Regions from separate parts of the Mus musculus genome. Here all the other regions are linked to region 4. The links are chromatin contacts, called in public HiChIP or PLAC-seq and promoter capture Hi-C maps. All regions are on one chromosome and are shown on one strand. Each heading gives the region's core, a stretch centred on a gene start, on an enhancer-like site or on the middle of the called end of the contact. The rest is flanking DNA. Distances are from core to core; before and after follow the strand shown. Region 1 holds the start of Eif2ak4 (eukaryotic translation initiation factor 2 alpha kinase 4). Region 2 holds the start of Bmf (BCL2 modifying factor). Region 3 holds the start of Srp14 (signal recognition particle 14). Region 4 holds the start of Rmdn3 (regulator of microtubule dynamics 3). Region 5 holds the start of Bub1b (BUB1B, mitotic checkpoint serine/threonine kinase).

The links. Promoter capture Hi-C pulls out the DNA fragments that hold promoters and counts their contacts. HiChIP or PLAC-seq counts read pairs in DNA pulled down with a chosen protein or histone mark.
Region 1: a promoter capture Hi-C map of pre-B cells shows a contact between it and region 4, with 4 times the contacts expected there. The contact joins the promoter of Eif2ak4 here to the promoter of Rmdn3 in region 4. A contact is called at or near these places in 6 of 39 promoter capture datasets (the 3T3-L1 cell line, 3T3-L1-derived adipocytes, hippocampal neurons and 2 more).
Region 2: a contact with region 4 is called in a promoter capture Hi-C map of pre-B cells, with 2.6 times the contacts expected there. The contact joins the promoter of Bmf here to the promoter of Rmdn3 in region 4. A contact is called at or near these places in 1 of 39 promoter capture datasets (pre-B cells), 1 of 484 Hi-C or Micro-C datasets (B cells) and 1 of 9 other capture datasets (adipose tissue).
Region 3: an HNF4G HiChIP or PLAC-seq map of pancreatic cancer cells shows a contact between it and region 4. The contact joins the promoter of Srp14 here to the promoter of Rmdn3 in region 4. A contact is called at or near these places in 3 of 39 promoter capture datasets (3T3-L1-derived adipocytes, liver and pre-B cells), 1 of 115 datasets of contacts at active chromatin or transcription factors (pancreatic cancer cells) and 1 of 9 other capture datasets (liver).
Region 5: a contact with region 4 is called in a promoter capture Hi-C map of pre-B cells, with 6 times the contacts expected there. The contact joins the promoter of Bub1b here to the promoter of Rmdn3 in region 4. A contact is called at or near these places in 10 of 39 promoter capture datasets (the 3T3-L1 cell line, 3T3-L1-derived adipocytes, the C10 cell line and 6 more).

The regions. Positions count from the first base shown.
Region 1 is chr2:118,387,339-118,390,038 of GRCm38.p6, reverse strand. It overlaps Eif2ak4 (eukaryotic translation initiation factor 2 alpha kinase 4), which reads right to left and starts at 1,422. Exons shown (of 39, transcript NM_013719.3): 1 at 1,187-1,422. The coding sequence starts at 1,330.
Region 2 is chr2:118,548,419-118,551,118 of GRCm38.p6, reverse strand. Bmf (BCL2 modifying factor) reads left to right here and starts at 1,433. Exons shown (of 5, transcript NM_138313.4): 1 at 1,433-1,579; 2 at 1,949-2,078. The coding sequence starts at 1,457.
Region 3 is chr2:118,478,346-118,481,045 of GRCm38.p6, reverse strand. Srp14 (signal recognition particle 14) reads left to right here and starts at 1,350. Exons shown (of 5, transcript NM_009273.4): 1 at 1,350-1,455; 2 at 1,596-1,668; 3 at 2,013-2,125. The coding sequence starts at 1,432.
Region 4 is chr2:119,155,724-119,158,423 of GRCm38.p6, reverse strand. Rmdn3 (regulator of microtubule dynamics 3) reads left to right here and starts at 1,390. Exons shown (of 13, transcript NM_001033136.3): 1 at 1,390-1,517; 2 at 1,873-2,066. The coding sequence starts at 1,880.
Region 5 is chr2:118,596,807-118,599,506 of GRCm38.p6, reverse strand. It overlaps Bub1b (BUB1B, mitotic checkpoint serine/threonine kinase), which reads right to left and starts at 1,296. Exons shown (of 23, transcript NM_009773.3): 1 at 1,046-1,296. The coding sequence starts at 1,059.

The sequences.
Region 1 (2,700 bases), core at 173-2,672, 770 kb after region 4:
AAAGGCCACCGTGAGCTGTAAATTCCTGGGCTAACTGGGATCAGCTGTAAATTCTTAGGATTATCAGTATCATTACCTAAAAGTGGCTGATGGTTTTCCTTCCATTTTCCTGCACCTTGGGAACATAAAACTAAAAAAACTAAAAAAAAAAAAAAAAAAAAAAAAAGCCAGCTGGGTCTCCCTGAGTCCCCTGCACATTCTGTAACACTATTCTGGTGGCCTAGGCCCTACTTCCTGGTTCCCTGGAAACAGAGAAGTTGCCAGATGACCTGTAGGTTATCTTACTATTTACAAGAAGCATGTATAACTGTATGTAAAGTTACAAATAAGGCCTAAAAAAGTAAGCTTCCCGCCGGCAGCAGGGGTTTTGTGCATGTTTTACCCATGACTGTGTTCCTAGCGTCTAAATCATTAAATTAAAAAGTATATTGGTTTAGTGGGAGAATCTTGGCCCTGACAGCTTAAGTAAAGCCTTTTCCTAAAGAAATACTAGATATAGAGAAAAGACAGACATTGTGAGTTAAAGAAGTAAGGCAGATGGAGGAAAGAAGTACTTTCAAACTTCAGGAACATTTTAGTTCGGCAGATACACTATTCAAGGATAGGGAGAGACTGTCACTGCCCTCAGCTTAACTTCCACACAAAAAAGGAAAGTGATGTTTTAAATAGAACTCGGTAAACACTGCATTACAGCGACAATAAACATGTTCTATACCTATTCCTCAAAAGTCTCGGAGGAAGGTACAAAAAGTTCTTCCACACAGGAAACGGGATTTACACAGTGTGACCTGGGAGTTTGTTTGCTGAGAGCACAAGACCTGGACCCACGCCCCCTAAGCATCCCCAGCACAAAGTAGCAATGAGTGACTATGAATGTGCAGTCACAACCCACCTCGAGGCCTGGGGCGAGTCAGTGTGGGGAAGAATGGTTGGAAGGACGAAGGGTGGTTAGGGGACGTCAGTGGGAATAAGAAGCACAGCAGAGAGAGGAGCCCGACCGGGGAAAAAAGAGAATTCAGGCCAGGTGCTGCCTTCTCAAGACCAGTGGCGGCGCAGAGGCAGAAAGTGAGGGTAGTGGAACTGCAATATGAAAAGCCTTTAGGATCTAAGTGGTCGCCCCAGACTGGAGGCGTCTGGCTGGGTTCCTAGACTGGAGAACACCGGGCCAGACCAACCACGTTCCTACCCGTCCGCGCGCATCCGGCCGCAGATCCTGGAAGTCCGAGCCGTAAATGGCCTCCAGGGCCTGCAGCTCGTGGTCCTGTCGCTGCGAATAGCTCTCCTGTGGCTCAGCCCGGCCGCGTCCAGAGGCCCCGCGGCCCCCAGCCATGGCGGCCGGGGCAGGCGCAGCGGCCTAGGCGAGGTAGCGGTGATTCTGGGGTGGGTAGGGGAGCTCCAGCCCGCGCCGTGACCGAACTGAGGGCGGGGCCTCGAGTCGGAGTCGGGTCTGGGGGAGGGGCCTCGAGCTGATGACAGGTCTAGGGGGTGTGGCTCTGCTCTGGGGAGGCGCTTTAAAGACAGGATCTCCAGCGGGAGACGAACCTGGGGGCGGAGTCTCGAGCTGAAGACCGACCTAGGGGCGTGACTCTGAGCAGGTGAGAGGGCCTTGGGCGGAGCCTAGGCCAGGAGGCGGGTCTGAAGGCGGGGTTCTCCGCGGCTGACTCGTTTGGCCCACTCCGGAGAAGGCCAGTGGGCGGGGTTTTGCTCCAACTTCTCATGGCCCAAGACTTCTAATAAAACAAGAGTAGGGGAAAGCTTTGCCTTCTTCCTGAGGGGAGAAATTGAGTCAGGAATTGCCAACACACTTTGGAGAGCCAGTCTCTTAGGTCAAAGTGACAACACATATTAGTTTTCACAAAACAAGTATGTAGCAGAAACAGGCGCTGGAACTCCTTCACCCTGCCTGGCTAGAGAGAGGAAAATTTTAGAGCGCAGTCATGAGTTAAATCGTTTATCTTACCTGACCTTCCCAGAATGAGACTACTGGGAGGAAAAAACCGTAAACCCTGTTTCCCACATTCGTTACCCTTGAATCATTAATTAAATGTCTCATGCATGCTCTCTGGACTCTCTGAAATTCTCTCCTTGCATTTTCAAATCCCACAAAGAGAATTATCCGACCAGTTCATTTAATGTAAATTTGAGCATTCACATTCATGTAAAATGTTGCACCCTACTTTACATACTTAAGGGATGTATTTGTGTCCATATGAGTCAGGGTCTCCCTCTGCAGCATGGTCTGGCCTTGAATTCATAGTAATCTTCCTACTTTATCCTCTCAGCGCTAGGATCATGAGACTGTGCCACCATCCCTATTTGACCATATTTTTTTTTCACGCATATAAGTAACCTATCTATTCAGACATTGCTATTGCTTTGTTGTCTACCTGCTGTAGCTTAATTCAGAAAAAAAATGCACTATCATGCCTCGAGTTAGGTTAGGTGACATGTCTCTGTCAATCTTGTTTGCATCTATCTTGTTCACTTAGTAATGTTGACTTAGGCATCTCACCTTCAGACCACTCTGATCAGACAAGGTAACACAAAGGCCTTTTAGAAACCACCTCCTCCCTCCTTCAGCTGGAGACCTGTTCTGTTTCCAGGGACCCCTGCCTGGATACATGGCAGAACTCAACAAACAGTGAAGATATTTGTTGAGTGCTGCCTTTTTTTTTTTTTTTTCAGCTCTCACATTCAAAC
Region 2 (2,700 bases), core at 184-2,683, 610 kb after region 4:
GTTGTGGCAGGGCTCTGTTCCTTTCACTGATTTCTGCCTCCCCACTCAGTTTTCCCCAAAATTCATCTTCTGTAAAATCTTTGCTACCAGTCCTCTATAAAGTAATTCCTTGGGGCTGAAGAGATGGCTCAGTGGTTAAAAGCACTGGTTGCTCTTCCAGAGGACCCAGGTTCAATTCCAAGAACTCACACGGCAGTTCATAGCTGTCTGTAACTCTGGTTCCGGATGACACGCTGTCACAAAGACATACATACAGGCGAAACACTAACGCACATAAAATAAAAATTAACAAATTACTTTTAAAAAATACAGACTCCTCAGCCTGGTATTCCAGGGGGCACCTCTGCAATCTGACCTGAATCTACCTGCCCATACCCTCACATCCTAAATCATAGTGAAGATGCCAGAGAGCTTGATGGGGGGGAGGGGGGACGGGGGGGGCGTGCAGCTGATCTTGCTTTCCAGACATGTTAAGTACTTTATTCTAGCTCCCTGACCTCTCTGGGTCAGGACTGTTTTATTTGGTTTTTATTTAGTGAAATATTCCCCATTCTTCAAGGCCCGACTCAAAAATCTTTGCTTATTATCCCTAAAATAGCACCATTCAAGCTGGTTTCCATCATTCACATGTGAAGTATCGGTTCATTGAGGTCAGGCACCAGAAGTCTAGCACTTAGACCAGGACCTGGCACATAGTAGGTGTTCAAAAAAATGTGGAGTCATCCCTAGATTGGCCATAGTACACGAGATGCGTTTTGCTTTCTTAGCAGTCCAAGAACAGCCTTCTGCTGCTGCCATAGATAGGGCTGTCCGAGCTACCCCTTTGATTTCCCCTCTGCTAGAGTCCTTTTTTCAACAGTGATCTTCCACAGTCTAGAAGAGAGGACATGGCCTTTCTTTGCACTTGATGGATCCGAATGTCATTTGGTTCTAGATGCAGACACACGTGTTCTCCTCCAGCTTTCCTCAGACACGCCCAACAGGAAAGAGGGCAGTTTTTTGTTTTGGTTTTTTATTTGTTTTGCTTTTTTTTTATTAGGGACCAGCAGCTCGGTTTTTTTTTTTTTCCGCTATATATTACAAGGCGCGTCTGAAAACTCCCAGTCTCCTCCTGAGCCGGCTTTTTGGAAGTCCTGCAATAACTCAGCCCATTTCCAAGTAGACAAAAGTCACTTAGGCGTCTTGTCCCCCCACTACCTAGTAGAAAACCTAGGGACTCTCTGTCGTTTCTGGGGCTTGCATTAGGAACCGAATCCTCACCCTCTACAGCGCTCCAATTGCGCTTCTGACGGAGGTCAGAAATGCGCCCGGCCCCTTATAATGTTTCCAAGGGAAGGTTTGTACATTGGTGATTGTCCCTGGCAGCTGCCCAGCTTGAGACTTGGACCTCCACTTGCCATTGGTCAGTGGTTGGAGTGACGCAAAGAGGGGCGGGGCCTCATCAGCTGTTTGCGGGATGCCCGGAGCGGGCGTATTTTGGAAACAATACCGCGCGGTGTGCCGTGGCCTCCTCCCGCGCCAGCTCGCGCCTGCAGCAGTCGCTGCCGCAGCCCGCGCCACCGCCTCCCACCGCAGCCCGGTGAGCGCCCGGGCGGCGGGGGGCTAGGCGGAGTTGGATCGTACCTCCTCCGGGAAGTGGGGAGCGGAGTCGCGCAGCGCGTGGGGGCCCGGGGAAGGGTTTGGACTGCGGGCATCTGGGGTGACCACGGGGAGTTGGGGTGCAGGGATGTGGGAACGAGGTGCAGAGCACAAATTTGTGGTTGCTGCTCCAAGAGGGGCTTTCGGGAAGCATTTGGAATTCGGAGTTAAAAGTAGGTGAGCAAATGATCCTGGGGTCCACTGCCAAGCTCCCGGACGCTCTGGCCTCCGGGTGTAACTGTGGGGTGGGGCCGTAAGTTGTGGTGCATTTTGCCTCCCTGCGGAGTCTGAAGGCTCCTCTTCTTAACAGCTGGAGTTTGCCCCCTTCTTCCCAATCGAGTGTGGGCACCAAGCCCCCCGAGTGTTCTTCACCCTGGACCCTGGCGCAGAGCCCTGGCATCACAACTCGGAGGCTGAGACGCTGTCCTGGAGTCACCCAGGTGTGTGTGCGTGTGTGCATGTGCGTGCGCGTGTGTCCTGAGATCTTAGCCACTATTGAGTTCAAGGTATCTGGCTAGTGCTAACTCCTAAGAGGAGGAGTTTATATTGAGCATCCTAGTTGGATCGCCGAAGTTCTGCGATGGCTCCAGCGGACTTTAAGACCTTTGCTAGGAATAAAGCATTCCCTGGCGGTGCTCTCAGGAAGTGCCCTCTTCCTATCAGTCTGGACTTTACCACTTTAGCTCAGGGAAGCTGAGGGTCTCCACTCTTCCCCAGTTTACTTTTGACTTTGCCCAGAGCCCCTCCGAGGTTCACACTAACTGGAGAGCCACCTGCAGTTCTTGTGCAAAGTGGGGGGGGGTCCTCCGCGTTTTCAGAGCCACACCCTCTGGCTGCACCTCCCCCACTGTCCAGTCTAGGCAAGGGTTGAACTTTGGGGCTTTGCTGGGAGGGGGAGGGGAGTGATAGGCTTCAAAAGAAACACCAAGACAATGACTCCTGCTTGTGATTGGCTCTGGAGAGTCCCTACTTTGGTTGGGATAGCCACACTGCAAAGAAGAGGTTGAAGGACAGAAGAAGCACTGCTAGGTGACATCTCTTGGTCCTTTCATCTGGAAACTT
Region 3 (2,700 bases), core at 101-2,600, 680 kb after region 4:
CAATTAAGCCAGGAGAAGTTCTCTGCCATGTCTCTCTGAATGACGTGAAGATCATTGAAGACGCAAGACCGAGAAGCACTCCAAAACTAACTATGCAAGCCCCCATCACTGTCCATTGAGTCCTATTTATACTCCCTCCAAACATCACGTGTCCTCTAAGGGTCTTGCCTCAGTCTGACTTAGCAAAACTCCATGAGTCTGTATCAGCTGACATCACTCTGCCAATTGGCTGGAGTCCGAGGAAGTGGCAAGAAACTGCAGCATATCACCAGAAGTTTTTGTGTGTGTGTGTGTGTGTGTGTGTGTGTGCATTTCTCTCTATGGGGTCATGACAAACGGAGCTCAGCTACTCAATGTAAGGTGAACCAATGCATGCATGTTGTTATCGAAGAATCCTTCATCTCTCATTCTTTCTAAACATCCTTTTACCTGTGTCTGCTTCAGCGAAATGTTCTTTGATATAACCGATTTACCAAAGAAACCAGAAGTTTCCACTTTAGGCTGGCCTTGAACTCAGAGATCCTCTGCCTGTCTCTGCCTCCTGAGTGCTGAGATTAAAGTCATGGGCCATCATTCTTGTCTGAATTTAAGATTTTTAAACATCTTAAATCCAGATACTCACACTCCACCGATGAGCCACTCCCTCCCCACTCCCCTCTTTCTACCAGGAACAACATCTGAGCCTTCTGTGGCTATGGGCCCTGCTAACGGTGGCAAAGGCCCCGTGTGATCCCCGGCTCCTTCTCCAATCACTTTCACATATTTTCCCACCCTCTGAAGTAGGATAGAAAGAAAAAACTATGGACCCTGGAAACAAAAAAAAAAAAACAAAACAAAAAAAAAAGCACCTTTTTCTGGGGTCTAGCCTGTGCTTCCTGCTGACTTCAGCACTGCCGATGAGATAGATCAACAGTGCCTTCAGAGCAAGTACTCTTTGTCTAAAGATACCTCAAACAAAGATACTGAAACAGCGAACTCTGCTGTTTTAGCTTTCGGCTTTGAGTTTAACTTGGAGCTCCTTGGCCACTTATTCCTAAATGTAAACAATGCATCTATAAAAACACCTCACATCTTCATCTTCATCAGCAAGTTCTGAGAAACCAGATCATTGTGTAAAAAATGGGGAAAGTGAGTCAGTGGACTCTTGGGTGACTTGCATATGTCTATCCAGTCTTTCTTTTGCTCTCATTCCCTCCTACAGCCTACGGTGTAGCTTGACAACGCAGTCCAACCACCGAAAGCAAGCGTCACTCCTCATCCTGGATAGACGCGGGAGGAGGCGCCGAGCGCGCAGGCGCAAGGCAACCCGAGCGAAGCGAGGATTGACGGAAGACGTGCAACTAAAGCGGAAGTCCCGCCCAGCGCGAGCGAGTTTTCCGGCTGTAACCGCTGGAGGCTTCTGCTGACGGCGTCGGACCTGCGGAGCCCAGGATGGTGTTGCTCGAGAGCGAGCAGGTACCGGCGGCCCCGGAGGGCCCGGGACTCGAGCGAGTGGGGTCAGCTCGGGTCGCGGTTCTCCCTTTGCGGGCGGGCCGGGGCCGTGAGGCGGCGGGGCGAGGAGCGGAGGCTGCCTAACGGGGCGTGTTGTGTTGCAGTTCCTGACGGAGCTGACCAGGCTCTTCCAGAAGTGCCGCTCGTCGGGCAGCGTGTTCATCACCCTCAAGAAATGTAAGCAATCTCCGGGGCCGCCTGGGAGGGGACAGCCCGGCCCCCGGCCTGTCCGCACCGGCCACCTCCGGGGCTCGTGGCCGGTGCGGCGCCGGCCACCCACTCACCGTGACAGTGGGGCCCCAAGTGTGTCCGACGCCCGTTGTCAGGCAGCCCGGCCCCCGCTCCGTTAGTGAGGAAGAATATGCCTCGGGGTCCCAGTGTTTATCGAGCGAGTCGTTGCTCCTAGTTTTGGCTGTATCCTGAGTGATGGCGGACCCTTCCTTACGATCATCACTTTGGACCCAGAAGCAACGCCTGTGGTGGTGTTTACCTGGGTGGACTTTTTTTTTTCTTAAACACAGATGACGGTCGCACCAAACCTATCCCGAGGAAGAGTTCTGTGGAGGGCCTCGAGCCCGCAGAAAACAAGTGTCTGTTGAGAGCCACGGATGGGAAAAGGAAGATCAGCACCGTGGTGAGCTGGAGGCCTTTCTTAAGGCTCTGCTTTCTTTTGAGTTGGCCTGGCCGACTCAGAAAAAGTCAGTTTTCTCTCAAGTAGCCAAGGTACAGGAGCAACCTATCTCAGTGCTAGCTAGGGGAACACATTTAAAAAAAATTAAAATAGTGTCTTGCAGTCTACTCAGGCTGACTTTGAACTTGTGATTTAGGAAGCTCACACCAGGCGCTTCAGCCCGTGCTGGTGTCACAGGAGTGTCTCATCAACTGAGACAGATGACAGTGATGGTTTTTGTGAAGTTGGAGATGTGACCCAAGCCAGGGTCTTCATCCCGCTAAGTCATCGCTCTGGGTTGAGCCTCACCCCCACCCCGAGGGAGGAGGGGCATGTCAGGATTAGGTCCGGGTCCCCCTTCCCTGTCATTTTGGCCTGTCACTCCCAGGCTGTTGTGGGATCAGGATCTACTTCTGCTTCTTTTTGGTGGAGGGGGTGGGTTGTTTGGTTGGGATAAGGTCTCGGGTAACTGAGGTTCCTTAGGTCGCCTCTGTCTCCAACGTGGTGGAATCCTAGGTGTGCACCACCTTCACAGTTCC
Region 4 (2,700 bases), core at 141-2,640:
GCTCTTCCGAAGGTCCCAAGTTCAAATCCCAGCAACCACATGGTGGCTCACAACCATCCATAATGAAATCTGATGCCCTCTTCTGGAGTAGCTGAGGACAGCTACAGTGTACTTACATATAATAAATAAATAAATCTTAGAGAGAGAGAGAGAGAGAGAGAGAGAGAGAGAGAGAGAGAGAGAGTTAGTTCTAAAGCAGCCAGCACCATACAGAAAAACCCCATCTCAACAAACAAACCAACCAACCCAAAACAAAAACTCAAACCAAGAAACAAAAAAGACAGTGGAGGGCTGGAGAGATGGCTCAGTGGTTAAGAGCACTGACTGCTTTTCCAGATGTCCTGAGTTCAATACCCAGCAACCACATGGTGGCTCACCACAACCATCTGTGATGGATTTTGATCCCCTCTTCTGGTGCTGTCTGAAGACATCTAGAGTGTACTCATATACATAAAATAAATAAATAAATCTTTGAAAAAAAAAGAGACAGTGGGATTATCTAAGTCCTCTAAAACCTGTGTCTATCTTAAAATGGTGAGATACTTTATATTATATTCATTTATATATGAATACATTTGGAGGCAGACAAATCTGTAGTCTTGAATTTGGAAGGCCAAAGCAGAAGGCCAGAGACGCCAAAGCTTGGCTTTATGACAAAGACCATATCCCAGCTTTTGGCAGAGTTGGGGTTCAGAAGGCTCACAAGATCGAGGTCTCTCTGTGCTACAGAGCGAATTCAAAGCTAACTTCAGCAACTTGAGGTCTGGTCTCAAAATTTAAAAGTCCCCCCTCCTCAAAATAAAAAAAAAAAAGTTTGATGATGTGGTTCAGTGGCACAGCACTTGCCAGTCTGGGCTATATAGTGATCCCCTGACTTAATAAAGCAGCAACATACAAAGCAAAGATAGCAGAAATGGTATGTATCAGACCCAGTTTCTCTGTGGAGCCCTGGCTGTCCTGAAGCTTGCTCTGTAGACTATACAGTCCTGATTAGATTCGAACTCGCAATGATCCTCCTGGTCCAGGGGCCCTGGCTTGAAGAGGATTTTTGAAAACTTGTAGGAGTCCCAGCGATGTAGGGACATCTTATCGATAACCAACAACTTACTCCAATTTCATCTAGCAGTGGCGCTGTTGTTTGGGGTTTGACTGGAAAAATCGGTAAACGACTCAGCTGAAAATAAAGCCAGTGTTAAGAAGAGGTGGGGGTGGTGGCATCTTCCAGGTATAAGCAGCGTGAGATTTGCGGAGCACATTCTGGCCGTAGCACCGGGTAAAGTCCACCCAGAGGCTCGGACACTAGACAGCCCAACCCACCTTCGCGGCCCCGGTAACCGCACAGCGTCCATTCGCCGATGTAGCCCCGCCCACAGAACCCGGGTGGGAGGCAGAGCCTCGTGCGTCATCTCCACGCGCGTCTCACCGTGCGCGGAGCAGGTGGCGCGGATTAAGGACGTCAAAATCATTGACAGAGTGAAAGCGCGGTGCCTGCTGCTGCCATGGTGGCTGGTGGCTGGGTAAGGGTCTGAGTTGGTCTCCTGCGGGCCCAGCGTGGCTTCGGGGGGCGCCGGAAGGCCGAGAGTGTGCAGCCGGCTGCGAGGTTGTCACGTACAGGGTGTTGGGAGGCCAGGGGCGCGGAAGCCGGACTGCACTGGGCAGGGGCGCGTTGGACCGGCGCTGCTGCCTCTTGGCAGGGCGTCCGTCTGCGCCGGGGGCTGCGGCACCCGCGGGCTGGACCTGGGTGAGCCGGGGGCTGCGGCACCGTCCGGCCGGACCTGGGTGAGGCCGTGGCTAACGGGTTCTGCCTCGGGGGTGGAGGGCCGGCCTCATGACTCTCTCTCGGTTCGCTCCTGTTTCTTACGCGGGCTGCAGGTACACTATGTCTAGACTGGGGGCCCTGGGCGGCTCCCGCGCCGGGTTGGGACTGTTACTTGGTACTGCCGCCGGCCTTGGATTCCTGTGCGTCCTTTACAGCCAGCGATGGAAACGGACCCAGCGCCATGGCCGGAGTCACAGTCTGCCCAACTCCCTGGACTATGCGCAGGCTTCAGAGCGTGGACGCCAGGGTAAGAGCACAGGTCATAACTTACTGATGGCACTGGGGCTCGGGCTGTCTTTCGCAGAGCAGGATGGCGGGGCAGTGGAAAGGCTGAGTTTCACAGTTTTAGGAAAAACTCACCAAAAAGGAAAGCTGTGCCCTTTCCTCCGATTCCAGGAAAGCTTGGTGCAGGACTGTAGCTTTCACTTTTAGTTCTGGTCGCGCCCATGAATGTGTACGGAGGGCATTTGAGAAGTGCTGGGTGAGGGGTGTGTTTGACAGAGGAAGAGTCTGAAAGAAGGAAAAAGAAATAATCTCATTGGAATTAAAAGTTCTGGTGGCGTGAATATATGTATCCAGATATGAAGTCGTGTTTGGAGAGTAATCCAAGTTTGAAAAATCCCTTTTATGAAGAAAGATTCATAGGGATTGTGTAACTTTCTCGAGGTTGTTACAGAGTAAGAGGTAAAGCTGGACCCAGTCGTCTGGTCCAGTGGACTTTCCACAGCACAGGCTGAGAGCACATTCATGCAACTCAAGCCAAATGGTTGAAAGCCAGCAGTGACAGATGAAATGGATTTCGTTTTGTAAAAAGTCTTCAGGTTAAGTCATTTAAGCAGAGCAGCTGGGGCTTTGAATCGCTCCCCTTATTTGGGTGACAG
Region 5 (2,700 bases), core at 47-2,546, 560 kb after region 4:
TATTCTCACCCCCCCCCCCCGCCGTGTGTGTGTGTGTGTGTGTGTGTGTGTGTGTGTGTAAGTCAGGCCACAACCTTAGAGTTGTTTCTCTCCTTCCACCATGGGGTTTCGGGGGTGGGGGAGGGGTGACCAAACAGGTCCTCAGTCTTGGTTAGCAATTATCTCTATCCACAGAGCCATCTCACCTGTCCGTGACTAGTTCCTTCTAGTTCAGACCCAAGTGCCATCTCATCAGGGAGGCCTCTGTTCAAATCTCCCTCTGCCCCGACTCCCCCACCCCCAAGCCTCATTGCTGGGTAATGAACTAAGGCCTTATGTACCTTGAACAAGTGCCCTTCCTGAGTTACATGTCCAAACCCTTCTGAAACCACACTAGTTCTACCTCCAATGCCGTCTTCTCTTGCTTTACACTTGTTAATACTGATTCTATCTGATGTTAAACATGTCTTATTGCCCATCCGCGACACACACCCCGATTCATTCCTCCCCAGAACTTAAGCTTCACAAAGGTTGGGATTTTGTGTCTTTTACTGTTCGCCTTCAGTGCTCAAAATGGTAGTCGATAAATTCTCTTCCATGAATGACAGCTTATGACAGCAATTACCCAGTTATTATAAGTTCCATAATTGAAATGCATCTTAAATTCTAACCTAGAAAAACCCTCTATATTTTATGATGAGGAAAAGCTGCAAGTGCTCTGCTCTTCAGATCCCTAAGCTGCTAGCAAAGTGAGAACACTTATTAGTTGAAAGCAGGTACTTTACAAACATCTTGAATCCTCCCAGAACTCCATAAAGCAGCATTAATATCTGCGTGCCCCCACCCCTCCGTAAACATGTTCAAGGTCAAATAAAAACGGCTGAGGTGAGTTTCAGAACCAGATCATATGGCAAATTCCAAACTCTCCCAGTCTTGCCCCCTGGCTGGATGCAGGGCTCCACGCCGTTGGGAAGGGGGTTTGGGGAGACCTGCTCTTGGCCGACCTCCTCGATCCTCCCCTCGCCAGCCGAGCACCCAGCGGCAGCAATTTGCGTCCGGTCCTTACCTCGCCTCCGCCATCCTGCATTCCCAATACTTGCTCTCGCCCTTCCGCAGACCTTTATCCTCCGAGTGCTAACTGAGTCTCCCTCAACCTTCAGCTGGCTCTGGAGCTGCGAAGATCGTCACCCCGTGCTCCTAAACAAAACCACGCACCCGATTCCTTCTCAGAATAGCCTCCTCACGCCCCCATCACGCACGGGCCGCCAAGTTTCAAATTTAACGTCTCTTGACGCAGACGTAGCCTCGCCGCTCCCCGCTCCCGCTCCTCCCAAAGCATTCTGGGGATTGTAGTGTATCCCGGGTTTAAGCACGCGCTGCGCAATGCACAATGGGAGTTGTAGTTTCAGGTTTGAGGTGCAAGGACCAATGGTTGTCCTAGCACTGCAGCGTGCTCAGGCACTTCGAGTTTGCTCTGTGTTTCCTTTCTAAGACAAGCCTTCGAACCCAGGGAGAGACACTTTATTAACAAGAGGTTCTTTGATGGTTTCAGTTTCATAACGTGTCTTTGAGTACATTACTCTTCTGGGTTGCTCCGAACAATTAACTGTGCTACGCCTAGGTCTTGTCTGAGCCCCAGGTCTTAACACCTGTCCAGGGATCCTTAGGCCACTCTCACCCAGCTGTTTCCTGTGGAAAGACTGTGTTCTCGTTTTTCTCTTTTACACAAGACCTGGTTTAGCACTGCACTTCCTTTCCCCAGCAAGCCCTTTGACCTCTACAACTTCTCAACTTTGACCAACTTCCTTTAAATTCTCTTGGAAGTGTACCATTTGTTCTCTCATGCAGCCTACCAGATGTCCTGTAAACTACGATCTAACACAGAATACAAACAGGGTAAGCGCTTTGCCTGTCTCACTGGAGCTAAAGGCTTGGTAATGCAGGCCTATAGTTCAGCTACTCTGGAGACTGAGATGTGAGGACCAAGACTTCAAGACCATCCAGGGCAACTTTACTTCACAATAAAAAGTTTGCTTTTGTTTTTTGTTTGTTTTTGTTTTTCAAAACAAGGGTTCTCTGTGTAGCCTTGGCTATCCTGGAACTCGCTCTGTAGATCAGGCTATAAAAATAACTTTTATTCTCCTGTTGTGATTGTTGTCTGAGGGGCTTACTGCCTCCATCTGCTGACCTAGATCCACTCCTAGAAAATTCTAGCCTCCATAAGATCTAATCTAGGTCAGCCTCTCAATTTTGTTGAATAAGCTCACCCTTTCTTGTTCTTTCTGAAGTCTACCTGGCTGGTTCAACTCAGCTGTTCTGGCTCAAACTCCTCTCCCAGCTGACTGACTCAATCTGGCTTCTCTCCCAGCCCCTGAATTGCTCTGCTTGGCCTCAAACTCACTCTAGCAGTCTTTTCTATTTCCTAATCTTCTGGCTCTTTCTCAATCTCTTGCTCATTCTGTCTTTACCTGTGTCCAGCTTGTTCTCTTTTCAACCTGCCTCCCTCTCCCTCCCGTGCTGCTCTACTCTCCCTCGCAACAATACTGCACTGCTCTCCAGGACTGCTGTATCCTGTACTACACTCTCTTCCTTACTGCACTGCCTCTCCCTTAAGACTCAATCTTCCCTCCCTCTCTCGTCTCCTTAGAGGTGTACATAGCCCATTCTGTCAAATTTTTCTCCGTTTGTTGGGGCGGGGGTATACAAACAAACAAGGAATGT